Linked DNA regions of Hordeum vulgare: region 1 is linked to region 2. The links are chromatin contacts, called in public Hi-C maps. All regions are on one chromosome and are shown on one strand. Each heading gives the region's core, a stretch centred on a gene start, on an enhancer-like site or on the middle of the called end of the contact. The rest is flanking DNA. Distances are from core to core; before and after follow the strand shown. Region 1 holds the start of LOC123395453 (protein rough sheath 2 homolog). Region 2 has its middle 290 kb from the start of LOC123395453.

What was found. A called contact is a pair of places that touch in the nucleus more often than the background predicts.
Region 1: a Hi-C map of seedling shows a contact between it and region 2, with 2.5 times the contacts expected there. The contact joins the promoter of LOC123395453 here to the enhancer-like site in region 2. A contact is called at or near these places in 3 of 6 Hi-C or Micro-C datasets (leaf and seedling) and 1 of 1 datasets of contacts at active chromatin or transcription factors (embryo).

Annotation. Positions count from the first base shown.
Region 1 is chr5H:90,995,828-90,998,771 of MorexV3_pseudomolecules_assembly, forward strand. It overlaps LOC123395453 (protein rough sheath 2 homolog), which reads left to right and starts at 1,638. Exons shown (of 2, transcript XM_045090456.1): 1 at 1,638-1,981.
Region 2 is chr5H:90,709,037-90,711,917 of MorexV3_pseudomolecules_assembly, forward strand. No RefSeq gene overlaps it. Among protein-coding and RNA genes, the nearest start is that of LOC123395453, 290 kb to the right of the region's middle. Within about 2 kb of position 1,310, at least 3 of the 3 cell types and tissues checked have open chromatin away from gene starts, as enhancers often do. A contact at or near this core is called in leaf and seedling, where this site is marked.

The DNA.
Region 1 (2,944 bases), core at 388-2,887, 290 kb after region 2:
CGTGAACTTAAAAAAGTATGCGAATTTGAAAATAGTGTGGATTTCAAAAAGATATGTGATTTTGTAATTTCTACACGAACATGAAAAAATAAACAGATTTTGAAAAAAAATATGAATTTCAAAAAAATCACAAATTTGTAAAATATGCACATATTAAGTCAGCACAGTCAAAACCGGGTAAGTCAACATCAAAACTACTCAAAGTGGAGGGAGTGGCAGAGCTAGCCCACTAGGTGAGGGTGGCCGGCAATTGTATTGTACATATACATTTATTTAAATAATAATTAGTTTTTAGTCTTTTTCTTACGATATACTCCTAGAAGGTACTTTTAAATCGTAGGATGGGCCATGACCCATACTGGCCACCCTCTACCTTGGTCATTGGTCGAGGTCAGGGTTGAACCACGTCTGGTTTAGTTGTTGAAGGTGCAAGTTATCTGATTCTAAAATTAAGAAATTAAATTCAGACTCCACCAAAAATTAAGGGATAAAAAGTATACTCTTCTCTATAAATTCTGATGACAGATTTGCAGCGGAGTCCTAAACTTTTCCCTCGGATGGCAGCGTCCAATTTTTTTTGCAAGATTTATTTGCCCTCGAAACACACGCGCTTGGTAAACAGTAGTAATTGTCGTTGTTGTGCATCATCGGACATGATCCCATCCGGAAGATTCAGCCGTCCCGAACTCTCATCTTTTTTGCTCTTTAATAACGACTGCTCCGTCCATGAAGATGCAACCTCTATACACAACCAACAGTATCTGCTTCTTTTCAGTCGTTGATGAAACAGTTGGCTGCTCCTCCATAAAAAAAGTATGCCAGCATTAAACAAGGAGAAGGAAGCCCCCCACCTTTTGTTCAGGTGATCTTGATTCGTGCTCCACCTCCACGGATCCACTTTAACGATACCAGGCAGTGATCTTGTCAAAAGTGCGTTTTACAAGGTCACGCAGAGATGGATCGAGCACGCTGCTCCACGGGAACCCTTTTTCATTCCCTTCTTTATTTCCCCCCTCTACACAAATTCTGTTTTTGTTTCGCTGCATGGATTACTTTTGTCGACGTTCTCTGCGCGGCATCATGCATGGGTTTGAAGCACAGTGGAGGGGCCAGTTTCGGGGACACGGCACAGCCATTTCCCCCTAGTAATACAGTGCGCGGCAGTAAATTTCATGGCCGGCGAACAAAGGCGAAAGGAAAAAGGAGGAGGCACGCATCTGCAAGGAAATGGCCTAGAGACGCGCGGGGGAAATTATTTGATTTGAGCCCATCCATCCAGAGAGGCTCCACCTGCCGTTGCCATTGTTCCATCTCCTCTCCAACAGTGAAGTGCCTGGCTGCATGGCCTCCCTCTCTCTCTTCCTCCCTGCTCCACAGCCACTGTGAAGTCAGCTCGACCAAGCTAGAGAGAGAGAGAGAGGGAGAGGGAGAGGGGAGATGCACGAACGCACGTCCGTCCCCGTCTCTCCATGGCTCCATGTGCGCATGGTCCATGTGTGGCCGTGCCTGGCTCTGGCTGCATGCACGGTGATGGCGCTCGCATCGCATCGCAACTGTGGCTGGCCATGCCATGCCACGCCATGCTCGCTAGCTTTTCCTGTGTTTGCTTCCGTGTCTATAAATACGGACGCCTCTCCTTTCCGCCCGTCCCTTTTCCTCCCCCGTCTTTTCCTTCCCCCCTGCCCTGCGTCTGCCTCGCGTGCCCTAATTTCTCGCTGCCTCCTGTCTCCTCCCCTCCTTTCCACCCCCACTTCCATATATACGCATACACACTCTGAACCACCAACAGGCAACACCACAGCACCTCCCTCCCACCCTAGTCACTCCGAGCTGAGCTGGGCGAAGAGAAGAGAAAGAATCTTTCGGTTGAGATCTCCCCCCTCCCTTGCAATAATTTTCGGCTGTCTCTCTCTCCTGCAACTGTTGTTGATTCAGAGACGCCAAGAACAGCGCAAGAACAGCATGGTGTAGTGGTGCCTCTGTAAGTATTCTTCTTCTTCTTCGTCCTCTTCCTCTTCTTCTTTGAGCAAATTCATCCTCTTCTTCAACCTGTAGTGACATCTTTGTTCATCTTTCCTGCTTAGCTGGTTCTGAAACAATTTTATTTCCGTCCCGCTGCTTTGACGACGCGGGTTGTTGGTCTACTAGGTAGGAGTACATCTTTTTTTCACTGTTGGAGATGTAGAGTGGATGGCTAGGAAGTATGGAGTGGGGACTGATGTCCTCTGACCGTCTTAATTACCTGCTTGTGTTCTTGGCTCTACAAGCTTTCTGGATCTTTACTACTCCGTGATGAATGCGCTGGTTGCTTAGATTCTTTATTGCCGTGTTCCTTTTCGGTTCTTCATTCACTGATGGCATCTTAATTGAAGCATAGCTATTTAGGGTGCTTCCGAGGGTATGCAATGCTCGAAGAAGCATCACTATTTAGAGTGCTTCCCAGTGTATGAAATGCTTCCTTGTATTATTGGTAAAGGGAAGAGAACTGTCCAGCTTCTTTTTGTAAGAGATTTCCCAAAATTTCCTACAACGTCATTTCCTCTTGATTGATTCATGATTACAGTTCCTTGTTTCTCCCTCCATACCCTCTCTTTGGAATATTCACGTAGACACAAGAGTTTTTTTTTCTGTATAATCTGAAGGACACAAACACACCAAGTTTCACAGATCTAAGTTTCATCATATATGCCATTACACTACCTGCAGTTTATATGAACCCCAACACCGCAATCAGTTTGTCAGTAATAACCTGTAAAAAGGGGAAACATTCAATGGTCCAAGGGTGGAACACCTCACTGATTTATCTGGCTTGAATGTGTGATTTTCTTCCTTTTCATGATTGAATTAGAAGATGAACTCCATAAGACCAACCAATCTTGACAACTATATACAGCTCCCACTATGAGAAGTAGGCTGCTCTTTGCTCTTACCTCATGTTTATAGT
Region 2 (2,881 bases), core at 60-2,559:
CAATGTGAAGAAAAAACACTAATTTTTAGTTTTCTAGTTCAAATAATGTTAAACTTTTGATGATGAAAACTAGTAATTTTTGTTTCTTAATTTTTGGAAGGGGGACTCAAGCCTGTTGAAGCACCCCTCCCAGATTCGCCACTGCATGTTAGTCATCCTTTACATTTTATTGAAATGGCATTTGTAACTATAATTCAAAGGATGTTATTCTATTTTTAGTCGGTTTCTTTTATCGAGTACTTTTTTCTTAAGGGAAACCCCCACAATGAGTTTTTTTTAAATAATAAAAACTCAAATACGCGTCTATGGGGACTTAAACCTGGGTGTATGGGTTGTATATCCACTCCTTTAACCAAGTGAGCTAGACTCATTTCCTTGAGTACTTTATTTTCATTAGACTTACCAACTACATCTGCCTTTTTTAACAAAGTTATCACAGCAACGTGCGGGGAGAGTCGTCATCACTACTCATCTCCATTTTTCTCTTAATGAAGTAGACACCCACGTGAACAACTTAAAGGAACTTTATACTCACATTATACTATTTTGCAACAATAAACTTATCAATCAAGTATAATAAATGTCATATATTTATATTTTTATATTTGTATTGTTAATTGTAATATCACGTTTTATATAAGCAAAATATCATCTACATATATTGTCAATAATTCTCGCAACAACGCGTAGGGAATTGCCACGATACTTAACGCTCCGGCCTGCATGACTTCCAGCTTATCGGCCTTGTTCTAGCCTGACTCCTATGAAGAACATCTACAGTTTGACCGTTCCGGCGCTCTTGATGATTTGTGTGACGTTCATTTCGCATCGGACAACTCTCCTGCACAGATACCGGCTCGTCAGTCTTCCTTCGTTGTAAACGGTTGGTCCATGATTGGATGGACGTTCATAACACACAAACCATAAAATGCACACACATAAGAAAAGGGCAAATACTCTCGAGAAGGAAAGGAAAAGAAAAGAAATGGCGCCGCGTTGCATGATTGTGGTGAACTGTGCACCCAGAGCGAGCACGTAGTATTCCCTTCATCCGGAAATACTTGTCGTAGGAATGGATGTATCTAGATGTATTTTAATTCAGATACATTTATTTGTATTATTTTTGTGATAAGTAAGGGAGTAGTTAGTACGTACTACGTCCGATCGAAGCGGGGGAAGCAGAAGATGGCCGGCCGGGTGAGAAGAGACAAGCGCTCCATTCCGGCACGCATGCATGCACGGCGCCACGTGGGTCATCGTGTGTCAGGGGGGAGCGACGTTACCCGTCTCGTCTCTGGGTGGGCGCGCCCCCTCTCTGACACGGCGCATGCAGCCTGAGCTACAGTGCGTGTGCTTGGGCTGGCAAGCGTGCCGGCCGGTGCCGCTGCCGGTGCCGCTGATCCATCAGCTTCGTACATGCCCGGCCGCGCGCGGGGGTTTGGTTGGGATTGGGGCTGGGGTTGGGGTTGGGTCCCCCATCCCCGTGGCGCACGTACAGAAGTAGCCACCAGAGGCCGCAGAGATGACCACCCATCCTACCACATCGTGCCGCGAAACACGGACTACTACCACACACGTACGCTCTCTCTCTCTCTCTCTCTACAACTCCAATGCAAGACCACAAGCGGAAGTCCGTTCAAATTTTGTCCCTTTGAGAATGAAAATGAAACCACATCCGTTTGAATTTGTGTTTGTGTCGGTCAGGCGTCTAACACACGACCACATCTTTGGTCATCCCTTGTCCTCCACTGAGTTTCGTACTAGTTCACGACGGCCGGCAACACAACACACGGCCTATAAAATACAACCTGCATTCTCATATCAACAACACAACAACACAGTCGGCGGCCTCAAAGATGACGCTTTTCATGAACGCGGAGCAATCAAGGTTGTCGGTTGTGCTATTTCGTCGAACGGCTTGCGAGCGTCGGTGAAGCTAGCCGTCGAAAACGCCCGAGGCTGCTTCCTTTGCGTTCCGTCGGATGTGTGGCCAGCGTCACTGTACCCCGTCGTCACGTTGAGGTTGATGGCATCTCACGGGCGTGGCCGGAGCGACCATGACGCACTCCGGTGACATGGAGAATCATGTCTGCCCATGGTCGTAAGGCAGTGGGCCTGGTGTGGTGGACGAGCCCGACGACCTGTACTGAGGAGGACGAGCGGCCGATGATCCCGTGCTCCTCCCGGCCATGGCAGCGACCGAGAGGATGGCCGACGGTAGTCGTGCCAAACCTTGCATAAGAAGGGTGAGCGTCTTTAAGACGATGGATTCTTTCTCATCAACGTGGGCAAGATGTTGCACTTGAGGCCGCGCGACGGCCTCGACGGCGTAGGCCGCAGCCGCCTTCATCCCCACCAGCTTCAAACGTCGGTCCCTCCTCTCAGTCGAGTTGGCGTCAAGTTTGACGATCACCGCTGGCGTGAGCTCGCATCGCCGGGGTTGTTGGTTCGCTGTTCATGAAGGAAGGAGGGGAGAGGCGCACGGAAGGATTTGGACGAAATTAAGGAAAAATGGAACGGGTGTGTCCTTGACGAGCGGACAAAAGAGGACAAGGGTACACGTTCTGTCAGTTCGCGTAATGTCCGTTTCGTCGCAAGCGCGGCCCAATCATGAAAAGAATGGATCGAAAAAAAAGACAGAAAACGGACATTCTTTCATTCGTTTATTACAGCGTGTTGGACCGTTAATTGTGTCCGTTTATCTTTTAGCGGACGCGGACGATCTTGGGTTGGAGTTGTCCTAAACCGTGCCATGATCCCATGCAGATGCAGGCTGTGAGCGCATGCAGGCTGTGAGCCCGGCCAGTACAATTATCTCTCTCCATCTCCCACATGCACAGCCTTTCGGGTCCCGTCAATGCGGGGCCTGCCTGCAGCAGCA